2 separate regions of the Astyanax mexicanus genome follow, and region 2 is linked to region 1. The links are chromatin contacts, called in public Hi-C maps. All regions are on one chromosome and are shown on one strand. Each heading gives the region's core, a stretch centred on a gene start, on an enhancer-like site or on the middle of the called end of the contact. The rest is flanking DNA. Distances are from core to core; before and after follow the strand shown. Region 1 holds the start of ppp1cb (protein phosphatase 1, catalytic subunit, beta isozyme). Region 2 holds the start of ttbk1b (tau tubulin kinase 1b).

Evidence for each region. Hi-C and Micro-C count contacts between places; a contact is called where the count stands out from the background.
Region 2: a contact with region 1 is called in a Hi-C map of blood, with 6 times the contacts expected there. The contact joins the promoter of ttbk1b here to the promoter of ppp1cb in region 1. A contact is called at or near these places in 2 of 3 Hi-C or Micro-C datasets (blood and muscle).

What each region holds. Positions count from the first base shown.
Region 1 is chr14:42,325,467-42,332,419 of AstMex3_surface, forward strand. ppp1cb (protein phosphatase 1, catalytic subunit, beta isozyme) reads right to left here and starts at 2,337. Exons shown (of 8, transcript XM_007257595.4): 1 at 2,204-2,337. The coding sequence starts at 2,255. LOC111193179 (a long non-coding RNA gene) reads right to left here and starts at 5,704. Exons shown (of 3, transcript XR_002650305.2): 1 at 5,575-5,704; 2 at 4,729-4,813; 3 at 2,927-3,434.
Region 2 is chr14:42,781,396-42,787,383 of AstMex3_surface, forward strand. It overlaps ttbk1b (tau tubulin kinase 1b), which reads right to left and starts at 3,917. Exons shown (of 15, transcript XM_022672640.2): 1 at 3,633-3,917. LOC111193175 (mitoregulin) reads left to right here and starts at 4,879. Exons shown (of 2, transcript XM_049463794.1): 1 at 4,879-5,288. The coding sequence starts at 5,085. The coding sequence ends at 5,255.

The DNA of each region.
Region 1 (6,953 bases), core at 1,087-3,586:
GTTCTGGCACTCCTTGCCTCCAAGCTCTAATCTCAGCCCAAGTCTACATTACGCAAAAGACAAATACAGCTGTCGTCTTCCACATTCCATTCAAATTATCCAGTCGTGAAACGCTACACCGCTAGATACAAAGAAAATTCTGGAGATAAAAAGCCAAAATGCTGTTAATGTAAACACTGGTCCCAACTTCCCACAAACACGATCTAACCAACTTACTAATAAGACATTTCTTTCGCTAAAACCTGCCAGTGTGTTCAGCAGAGTGCTTGCCACCAGCTTGAGTCATGTGTCATATGGTTTGGACTGTCAGCACAATGCCTGGACGAAGCACTGCCAGACTGTCCTGCTACATTCAGTGAGAATTTCACATGTTCACACTACTCCTTCAGAAAAACAGACCTGCTGTTTTAAGTGTTAAAGATTCACAGTTTATGTAGTAACCTAGTTTCCATCTAAAATAAAGTCTCTAGAGTCAAGCCCAGGTCACATTTAAGCCATCAGAGAGGATGGGCTACTTTTACTGGAGAACATGGTCTGAATTCTTTGTTGATCCAGAAAGAAAGCAAGAACATTATAAATTAAAAAAAACTGGACACATTGTAGATTCTAAACCTATATGTTGATAGTTATTACAATTTATTTTTTTAGAGAGACTTATACATTCCCTGCTTTAATAAACAACTCCCCCAATTTAAAGACATGTTCCCTTAATTCGATATTTTTTTCCTAGTTTAACTAAATGGAATTAAAGGAAAATTAACCTAACCATGAAATTGAGAAAAGAGACTGTTAAATTAAGGAAACTAAAGAAACAATTTTGTAAATTGAGAAATCAGTTGAGGGCACAGATTATTAAACTGACAAATTCGAGGAAACAGTGTATTAAATTGAACATGTTATTAAACTGAGGAAACTTTTTTTTAAATTAAGGGAACAAATTGTTTAAATTGAAGAAACTTAGGTACAATTTAGGTACACCTTTTATCCAATTTACTTAAGGAAAGAGAATTTCTTTGATTGAAAAACAGTAAATTAAACTGACTAAGCAGGCCGCTATATAAAAAAATTATTAAATTGAGGGAAAAACAAACTGAGGGAATGATTAATATGTTTGAGGAAACAGCTGTATTAAGGAAACTTTCATTAAAGGAAACAAGTTATATACATTGAGAAATATATATTTATTTATTTTAGGAAACCAGCCCTCAACTAGAGGAAAAAAAAGTTACAATTACGGAACAATTAATTATTAATGATTTATTGCATGGAGGGAAGACTTTTTACACTGAGAGGACAAGTTGTTAAACTGAAAGGAACAGGTTGTTTAACTGGGGGAACAAGTTATTAAACCAAGGGAGTGAATTATTACACCGAGGGAAAAATGTTTTATTACACTAGGGGAATTTATTTAAACTGAGGGATTTTTTTTTTTTAAACTGAGGGAAATATTTTTTTAAACTGAGGAGATGATTTATTAAAAAACGGAGGGAACTATTTAATTATTGAGAAAACATTAACAAACAGAGAAAAGTATTTATTACACTGAGAAAACAACAAACTGAGTAAATTATTTAGTAACTTTAGTAAACCGACCGTGAAATAGTTAGGTCTAAAAATGTATCTTTAACTTTAGGCGGTCCATAAAACCTAATAACGTTAGTGATAAGGGGCCGCCCCAAACCTTCCCTCCCACAATACTATGGTAGCCAGATAACATACCCATCACTCCGTGTATCACTCCGCGTATTGTTAATGAACTGACAGACTGGCCAAATCAAATTCACTAGGCTAGTTAACGTACGTTAGTTAACTACCCTAGTTACCGTTTCTGCTCCGCACTTTCGGTAACCAAGCTAGCCTACCTATTTAATTTCTGCGGTTGTGAAAACACACAGATGTCGGTGTTTAGAGTTACAGAAGGCTGTGAATTCGTATAAAACAGTATTCGCCGGTTGTTCTGGCCTCCAGCAGCCCCAAATTTTGATCCCAGCCCGCGCCTGTCAGCCCCCGGACCCGGGCTCCTCTGCGCTGCTAGCTGAACTCCTGTTAGTAAACATTAGCTAGCCGGTAAAGCTAACGGGCTAACGGCTACCCGCGCTCACTACCCGAGCCGAGCTGCTTTTCTACCGCCGAGAAACGGCCTTTAAAGATCCCAGTTCATCAAAAGCCGGTAACATTAGTCTTATCCCGGTTAAAAGCTCACCCTCCAGCAGCCGGGAGATCAGACTGTCCACGTTCAGCTCGCTTTCCGCCATCTTCACTAACTCCCCAACTCCACCGCCGCCTTTATCCCCCTCAGCGCCGACAGGGGGCGATAAGAGTCAAAGCGGAACCTAACGGGCTGCGTCCCAAATCCCTCACTACTACACTACACATATAGTGGCTACACTAGAGCAACCGCTGCTGCGTTGACTCAAAGGCCGCGTCGCTCACTACTTTACTAAATAGGGGCTTCTATATTAAAATGGGACACCACCACTATGATTTCACTGTACTTGCAGGGGTTTTGGGCGCCGCCTGGGTGTAGTCATCCCTTTATCTGCGTTTTATTTGTAATTGGGTTAATTTGGCTCACAAATAATAGGGTTCACAAATAAATTACGACAGTAATACATGTTGTTAAATGGTTAATTAATATCTCAGCTAATTATTAACTGACAAAAGTTATTACAATTTGTCACATTAATAAAGGGTAACTAAAAGCCCTGATTTTAGCTGACTCTACCCTCAGCTCAAATTTGAAAATGCTAAAAAAAATGGAGAAGTAGTTTGGAAGAGGCACTGGGTGATGTATGGGTTTAGAGGCAGGGCAAGAGGGAGAGCTGATTGGCTGAGCTGCAGCAAAATACACATACCCATCATCCTTGTTTATAGCACAGTTGAACTTGTGAGGGACCAGCAGAGGAGGAAATGACTACAATTAAAGTGTTTTTTAAAGGTTAGGAATGGTTTATAAAGATTATAAGCAGGAATGGTATGTTGCATTAATTCAGAGGAACACATTTCATCTATTACAGCAACGACAAAACAATTAAACAGAATAAATTGTTAAAAAACTATACATTTTTGCTATTTGTCCTATACATTTCTACAAATTGAAGATCATTTTCAAGTAAAGCCAAAGTGAAGTGATCTTATAGAGCAGTTCTTAGCATTCCTGGAGGATTGAGCTTCTGTTTTTTCCTCGTCTTCCTCCGATTCCTGCTGTGCATGACCAGCCAGGTGAAGGCCACGCCGACCAGCATGCCGCCCACCGCCATCAGAACCGCCGTCCACGAGGACACTGAATCCGAGTAGCTGTCAGGGGCGAGGGAAATGGGCGCGTCTACAACGGGAGCTGTTTCCGAGTAGTCAGGGGTGAGTGAAACGACTGTGTCTACAATTGTGGCAGATTCTCCTGTGGGTTCTGTAGCCATTCTGATGACAGGATTCTCCTAAAAGACACGTGAGAACATTTAAATTAGTGGAATGAATGGATTAAAAAAAATAATCAGATTATTCATACCAATATCACGATTAATTGTACCTGTTCTTCTACATAACACTTACGATTTTAATTAGATATATATTAACATATTTATTGACATTAACAATTGTTAAAAAATATATAAATAAATATATATAATCAATTTAAAAAATCCTACATTCATTTTGTCAGTCCTGAAGTTGTCAGTCTGCCTGCCATGAACTCTATTACACACACTAGACCCAGAATGCACCAACACTAGACCCTCCGGACATTGCTGATCACGTGGCGCTTCGGCGTTCTCACTCGCCAAGCTTCTGATTACACTCACCTATCCTGCTAGTATAAATACCTCCCTGTTTCTGTTCCTCGTTGCCAGGTATTTAATCTAGTCACTAGCTCTTCTACCCGATTTGGGTATTTTTGTCTACTCTTTAGCCTAGCCCTTATACTCATTGTTTATTGTTGCCGACCCTTAGTTCTGTTTTGGACTACTCTTTTTTGTCTATCCCTTCTCTTGTTTGGATCTCCCGTGTTTAGCCTGCTCTCTCCCTGGTATGTTGTTTACCACTGCTGCCATTTTGTTACTGACCCTGCCTGTCTCTGACTTTCGCTGTAAGTTTGTTCCCTTTATTAATAAACATCTGTGTTTAGTATCTGTGTCTGGCAAGCGTGACACATTTATATATGTATATTTTAGAAATTTTAAAAATGTTAATTCTGATATTTATCTATATTGTTGTGAGAGAAACAAAATCAATTGTGTAGTGAGATAAAGCCTTTGGTTAAATTATTTATTTTTAATTATATATTGTAGGGTAGTTTTGATGCTTTTTAAATTAAAATCTTAATACTTTTGAAGAGGAGCAGCAAGTGCACCAGTATGTGTGTGTGTGCGATAAATAAAACGTAATATAGCTATAGTCTAAACTCAGCAGTGGTGACACTGTGTGCACATCATTAAATAAAACCTCTAAGGATGTTTTCACACCTGTAGTTCATTTCCCTGATCTGAATCAGTTGATGGCTTTATTAACTTGGAGCATTTTACCCATTTTCACTTTGCTATCTTCCTATATATTTGCCACATTCTTGCCCATACATCATTAAATCTGATGGAGGCCCATTCACATTTAATAATTAGTAGTTTTAAATGCTGTGGTGCGAGTGAAAGTAGAGCCACTCTCTCTGCAGCAGCGCAAATTCCCTCTGCAGCATTGATAACATTTCTTTCAGCTAAAATAACGCTACTAAACTCTTACCTCAGACTTGGTGATTCGTTGCTTGGGCAGTTTCACCACGAAGAAGCTCCAGAGTCCGCTCTAGATCATAAAATCTCAGAGAGACCTATAGTATTTCACAAAGAACAAGAAAAAGTGGATTTTAGAAGAATGAGACCTTTCACATATCACTGTTTCTTTTGCATAATGAAAGAATTCATTCACATGACTGATAGGAGCATACACATACCAATAAAATCCACAACTCAAGGCATGCAAGTGAATGATCAGTGCAGTCAGTGAGTGCATAGACAGTAATGTGCAGGCTGTCAGAAACTGGAGGAGGTATTGTCAGCCCCTTTGCCATCTCACAATGTCCACCTTTTGCTAAAAATGTATTTTAAAAACTTTTTCTTTATATAAACCATCAAAATGAACCATATGCTAAGTTAAAATTATGTTTTTATGTTCACATAAACTTGGAAATAAGGAAATTCTTTACAAATCAGTTGAAAACAAGTCAGAATTTCCAATAAGACAGGGATTTTGCCAATGTTAGTGCAGTTAGCTGGCTAGTCAATGTAAGGAGATATATCAGCTATCATTTCATTCTAATTTAATTATTACAAAAAAAAATATATATATATATATGTATATATATATATTGATTAGTTTCTGACAGTACCGTACTGTAATGCCAAGAACGAGGCCCACAAAGCAATTGTGCTTAAGACACACAAAATGGCTAATGCTGTCACTGAAGCCAAGAACCTTAAGGTTGTGGTTTTGAAGCTCCATTCAACTGAGATTCAAAGGGAAAGCTAACTATGAACAGGATTTAAAAAAGCACTAAATTATAACTGGTTACAAACAGATTTGCTTTCTTACCTCAAAACGTAGTTCTCAAATCAGGGTCGCCAGACGTTCCGCACTTTTACCGTACTGTTCACTTTGTTTGTTGGGAGTCAGCTGGTTGTTGTAGGGCTGAGAACTTGTTTTGAAAAGCAAGAGATAAAGAGATAAAAAGTATCTCTCTTATCACTCTGAATGTTTTTGTCACCAAGACTACGTTATCTAAACACACTGCCTTTAATCCAGCATAAAAAAAAACTGAATTTATCCAGATCATAAAAACTGATGTTTATCAGCCTTCAGTCTATTGTGTTCCTCTGTCCAGTGGGGCGGGAGTGTCTTTATCTCTGCTCTGCTGTCAGATCATATCAGCACAGTTATCTGTTTACAGAACACTGTTTATGTATCTAATGAGCAAAAAAGAAGATACACCCACAGCGTTTTTATCATATTCCAATGTGTGTTTGTTGGTAAAATGGTGACAATAACTTACCAACTTTGCCCACAGATAAAAATGTGCCAATTATGAAGGGGATAAGACAGTTATGTATGTCATCTTCTTTATTCTGCAGGATAGAATAATTGAACTTAAGTTTTATGTCCTTACTTGTAACAAGTAACTTAAAAAAAAACAAGAAGAAAAAAAATCAGGTCTATAATTATATTTTAACGTGAAAAAAAATAACGTGACAAAATTGACAGAGCCTGGTGATGCATTATCATTTTTATTCAGTGACATACTATAACACACAACGCTTACTGTTGAGTTCAGAAGGAAGATTACCTTTTATTTTTGCTGACGTTTATGCTCTCTCTCTTTCTCTCTCTCTCCATCTCTCTCATTCTCGTTATGCACACACAAACACACACACTGCTAATGGCACATTTCCTCTTTTCAAGTGATTAAGTGTGGAATATGGAGCTACACTACCGTTATTTTCTCCATTAAAACTCTCTGTTAAACTCAGTAACTCATAACATTACAATATTTTAGTTTAAAAAAAAACACCAAAGTACTCTGAGATATTTGAATACAGTAAAAAAAAGGTCTTGTGATCATAATATATATAATCTAAGTGCTTCTAATATTTATTATTTTATTCACATTTAAATACCCATTATCAAAACCTTAGTCTAAAGGAAGAAACAGTGTGATTACCATGATCTACTCTTGATCTAATCATTAACTAATTTATTGTCACGGATGAGGGTGGAGAGGATGGATGTAAGTGCAGATATAACAAACAGAAAACTACAGCAAATAAAACAGAAAGCAAACACGAGAAAACGCAAAACAAGAATACAAGACTGAAATAACTAAAATAACAAAAATGAGATCAAAGAATAATCAAAACTAAGAAGCCAATAACACTAGAATCAAAAACCAACCTGGCACATACACAGCAGAGTATCAC
Region 2 (5,988 bases), core at 2,667-5,166, 460 kb after region 1:
AAAAATAATCGTTTGTGGCAGCCCTAACGGTGAGTCACTGTGTTTTCCCACCAACATTAAACGTAATGAAAATGTAATACCTACAGCAAAATTACATTTAAGACAATTCATTACAATTAATAAATTTAAGACATTTTAAGACTTCTTAAGGACCTGCGGGAAAAACGCTAGTGAACTGGTTGACTGGTTGTAGTGATTTCCGACACAAACATTTGCATCCTCGGCCATCAACACTATTATGGCTTCAACGATTAGTGGACATAATCTACTATGTTGAGTATAAAAGTTCATGTCCAAATTTCACTGTAGACTTATTGTTAGTTTGTAACAGCAATGCACTACACAATGTGCTGGGGACAGAAATGCAACAGGAGAATGGGAATGGGCTCAGACATACAATTTACTCTGAATTTGGTCTCTCTCTCCCAAAAACATAACAGATTACATATTTCAACACAAACAGTGACCATACCATAACCATGCATGTAGAAAACTTTGAAAAGAAAATAAGTATTTTCAAAGTCTTCTATTTGTCATTAGTCAGACTGATAACTGCTTGGTAAACTAAGCTAATTAACCTGGCAACCTTACAAAAAAAAAATACACTTTTTTGTTTTTTTTGTGCTTGTAGAAGTATGCAAAAATAGATTTTTTAAGATTCATGATCACTTTTGTGTTTCTACAGTTTGATGCATTAACTAGCTTGCTAAATTCAAAACCAAAATTAAACATTTTAGTAGTGTTAATAATAATAGTCTCGGCAACAGTCCTTGTGATTATATGTAGTATCAATATCAGCGAGATACAAAGACATGTTGTTATTTACTAAGTTTTGTAGGCATACATTATTTTTGTGTATGAATTACATTGTTATATGTATATGTATGTGTGTGTGTGTGTGTGTGTGTGATTGCTATTTTTGAATAATGATCGGCTAATACAGTTTATGTGTTGAAGGTATTTCACAAGCTTTAGAGTTGGTATAGGAATCAGTACTCAGTATCCACAGATACTTGAAATTCTGGTATTCGTATCGGAAGGACAAAAGTGTTATTGGTGCATCTTTAATATTTAGCACCGTCTGCTTTAGCCATGGGCACACCCATTTTGCTAAGGTGGTCTCAAATGCTAACATCTGTTGTGAGTGCAGCATTAAAACAGAAGATTCTAAGTGACCAATGACTGCAGACATTTTTAAACAGGATTTTATACAGCAGACTCATTGTACTGCACTGTATATGAACAGAACAGATTAGCACATAAGAATTAACAGTCCTTACTGAGGCTCTGTTGTTAGGCGAACTGAAGAAAAGCTTTATCACAGTCAATAGGCCAGGCCAGAAAAATGGACTCAGGGTTACTCTCAGTCATTCTGTAGGCTTCATATAAAAATGCCAAAAATAGGAAAAAGGCTTAGTTTCTGAGGTCCAATGAGAGTGAGATATTTAATTTTACTATAACAACCTTTTTATGCATCTGCATATGTAGTTTAGTAAGTGCATTAGCTCCAGCATCCCTCCTTCCCCTTCTCCAGTTTCTGTCCTCTTTGTGTGATGTCTGTTTGGTATCAGATATCAGCGAGTGAGAGCCAAGGGCTTGGCCGCTGCAGCCCATGTCTGAGCATGCTAGCTACACCTCCATGACTATTCTCTCCATCTTTTTAAAGGACAGTCCGGAAAGCAGGTCCCTTAACAGAGAATCAAGTACACAGACATGATGAGAGGCTGCAGTTCAATTCAAAGTGATGGAAGAAACCATTACTAAAAAAACACAACAAAAATGGGGATCCAAATAAAAGAAAAATATTTTTTTTACAATTATCTAAATTTAAACAGTTAAATTACAGTGGGGAGCTTCTTCTTTATCACTACATTTGGCCCAACAAATCCAAACACAATAGATAATGTGAAAAATGTGATTTCATGATTTTCACAATGCACAAAATTTATCACATAAGTTTGTCACACAGACTAATATGCACTCGTAGCAGATACTTAAAAAAAACTGCTATACCATACCATAATAAAGGTATTGAAATATGAAATTTGACAATATGCTTAAAGCACTGACAACTACGTGTGTCAAAATATTTTTTGCATGATAGAAATAACTGCAAAAATATATATTATTGACATTATAGGGTCATTTTATGCCACAGATATACTGATAGTATGATAAAGCATAATACAGAATTAATATTGTATAATGCATTATATAAGAATTTGTGTCACTGCAAAAAAGGAAAGGAAACACATTGTTTGATAATAAAGTCAGTAAAAATGACTACAGTTGTGTCAATATATTGTACAATAAAAATAATTATCTTGACAGGCGTACTGACGATATATTAAACATTGTTTTATTGCCCAGCCATACTTATTATTAGCAATTATTATATTCCCTGCTATCTGTCACCTTCATTTCAGAGTGTGGATGTCAGAGAGGGTTTTTTGTTTTTCCACCCGTATTCTTACAAACCCCGCCCCATGCGCTAGGATTGGCGCGGAGTATATCGCATCCTATTGGCCAATGGCTTGTGAGTGAGAATTACTAGCCAATCGTAGCGGCGTAGGCGGGGCTTGTCGGAAAAGCGGTGGGGACAGTGAAGGCTCACTTTGAATGAGGGAATGACAGCCTGCATCTTCCTTCAGAAAAGTCTGAAATAATAATACTATTATTCAAATATTTACTATAATCAAACAAGTGGATTGTTGTTTAATATCCTAAAAAAAGTGCCACGCAAGCAGGTAAAAATGAGGAGTGCTTATTTTAATACATTACATTCTTTCATACTCACAATCATACAGGGCTAAAGGCAAAACAGGTCATTTTAGCATAAAGATGCTGATATACGCGTCACCTCTTCGCAGCAATTAACGTTAAGTGACTTTAAAACAATGATGGACTACTGCGCAAACGAGTACGCAACATAGGTGCTCCAACACAACGTTAAACTGCCCCCATCAGCCGATACAGTTTTGTCCGCACTGCAGCTGGAGCCCAGCGCGAGAGCCACAAATATGGGCGTTGCCCTTGTGATGGGCTGCCTGAGCTGGGTAAGAACCCGCCTATAACGCGCCGCGGACCAATGGGACGCGTTAAAAAATAAAAAAGGGACGTTTGGTCGTTGCTCATTGGCTCAATGCCAAACAATCATCAGAAGTCACAAGGCACCCACTAATGCTGTAGACCTGAGCGAGAGGCACTATGGGAAATGTAGTCCATGAAGAGGGAAGACAGCGGAGTCACAGCGCCACTCTCAGTTACTACAAAACTACAAATCCCACAGAGCCGCTGACTTTTAAACCAACTTCTGACGTATGACTGCATTATGTTGCATGTATGTAAATTATTTTTTATCCAGCATTAATAATGTACAAAAAAAAAAAACAAATGACTGTTTTAATTGCCCACCAATTTTGACGAATACGGACAAAACAAAGCCCTAAACCGATCAAATCCATTGCCAAAAGATAATGACCATCCTGCACCTTCAGTCCAGTCCGGTGCAGCATCACTATTGACAGGCTGCCAACACACACACACACACATCACCGCTAATAAAGACATCACCCGGGCGGGCACACACACAGACAGAGGGAGAGGGGTAAAGGTAAAAGACAGCGACCGACCTGTTCTGCAGTCTCTGTAGCGGAGTGTGGAAGCGCGAGTCCGGCTGCAGGAGCATCATTCCGCCGCGCGCGCTGCCCCCGCTGTCCCCTGCACCATTTTCTCCTGCCTCCTCTTCTCCTCAGCTCCGGCTCTGAATCAGCAGCGCGCGGATCCTCCCAGCATGCGCCGCGCGCACGCGCCGCTCTGACCATGGCGGTTGCGTAGCAACTCGGGAGAGGCGCCCGATTCCCAAACTCAGCATCACAGCTCAATTCTTCAGTATTTCTTTCAAAAGTCCTAAAATAATCCAGAAAGAAATTCAAGAAATTACCCCTTGACAAGTTTAGTACAGCTGTTAACTGAAAGTCTTTAACATTAACATTAACTCTACCTCATAAAGCTGACTGAGAAAATGCAAAGATGGGCAAAGCTGTCATCTAAGCAAGAGGTGCCACTTTGAAAAGATTTTGTTTACAAAATAATGTTATATGTTTTTTTCCATAGTTTGAATGAATTGAAATTGAAATAATCCAGTTTTGGGTTTATTTATGAGACAGTTACTCCAAAAAAATCAGAATAAACGTTTTTGAAACCACTGATTTCTAAGCAAGTATATTAAGACATATGTACAATCATACACAACTTTTGTGAGTATCCCGAAATGTGATCAACAAATCCCCCGCATTGTCTAACATCACACTGTGCAACATGAAAAATGGTGGCTGCAAGGTTTGTTCACACCTGCTTCTTGGGGAAACTGCAGAGTAGTCATTTTGAAATGAGTAATAATAAAATAATATTCACAAACAACCATTAACAGTGGCTGCACTGTTAAAAATTAAAAAAATATTTTTACCATGCAGTACTGTTTCTGTTGTTCTTAGCCATGTAAAAAGGTTAAAGCCACCTCAACTTGGGAACTCAGGTATCAGAATATTCCCACTAGAAATGATCTTACATTATTACATTACACAACACTTAAACATCACATGAATGCAGTCTTAATGAGATATAATCGTGATCAATTTTAGCCCATAAGAACCCAGACCCAGTTGTGAATATTGATGCAAAAAATAATAAACAATGTGCAATTAAATATTTTTGTTCTTTTACTTATATGAAACAACTATTTTCATTCTTACTTATAACCTATATATAACCTAGTTAACTAAATAGTAGTATTATTTTTTTCGCGATTGTGATGTTGCGTTTGAACCTTAAGGCTTTCTGTAGTCCCCCTGATCACGTGGCCCTTTATAGGACGCATCCCAAACGGCTTCTTGCTCCCTATCTAGAACACTAAAACGCGAAATGAAATCTCTAAAAGGCATCTCGAGACTCTTTAGTGCACTACACGTCAGTGCAGAAGGCGTTTGAGACTCGCCCACAGCTAGACGCCCTCTCTCAGGCTGTTCGCTGCAGCGCGCTGGGGAGCAGCTGGAGATATTTGGAGTGCCGCTGCGGAGGTGAACATGGCCGACGTGTCGGAGAGGACGTTACAGGTCGCTATCCTGGTCTCGTTTGCCACGGGCTTCGTCGCGGGCTGGCAGGCCAACAGGATGCGCAGGAGGTTCCTGGACTGGCGGAAGAAACGGCTCCAGGACAAGCTGGCGGAGACGCAGAAGAAGCTGGACCTGTCGTGACCTGCGGGGTCAGGTCTGATAACTGCCGGCCTGGTGAGAGCTGGGCTGTGTCCCATTAAGACCCAGAGTTCTAAACTAAAAACAACAAAACTGTCCATAAATGTTAGTGAATAAGCTGTTATGGGTTTTAGATTTACACTCTGTACAGTTGTCACTGTTTACTGTAGGCCTGGGTTCACAGTGTTTGAGGTGTCTCACGATACGATATTATCACAATACATTGTTCACGATACTGTTTTCAATTCTCTACGGCACTTTGCGGCAGTAACTTAAGTAAGTCTTAGGGCCTTTAAAGCTCTTATGTTTCTAAAAAGCTCAACGTCTAACTCCACGTATTCATAATGTCTCACGAACGAAAAAAAAATACACTATATCAAGATATTAATATTTTTCTCCCACCCCTAAAATTTGACATTTTTAAAACTTTGTTTATCGAGTTTTTAAAGTACTTGGCATTTATATAAGTATATAAGTATACTCACAACTTGCACAGTATAAATGCATAACCATACATCAAGATTTAGTAATGAAGTAATAGGCAAATAGGCCAGTACAAAGGCCCAAATATTGAAAAGGCTAACATGGAAATCAAAAACGGAAAGAAGAAGGGAGGAAAAAAAAGGTTCAACTAAACCAAAAACTTGTTTCCTTAACAAGTGCCAAATTTCTTCTCCACCCATTAACTTCCTATCATCCCAACATGCATCCAGTCTCCTATATTAAAAACAAAACC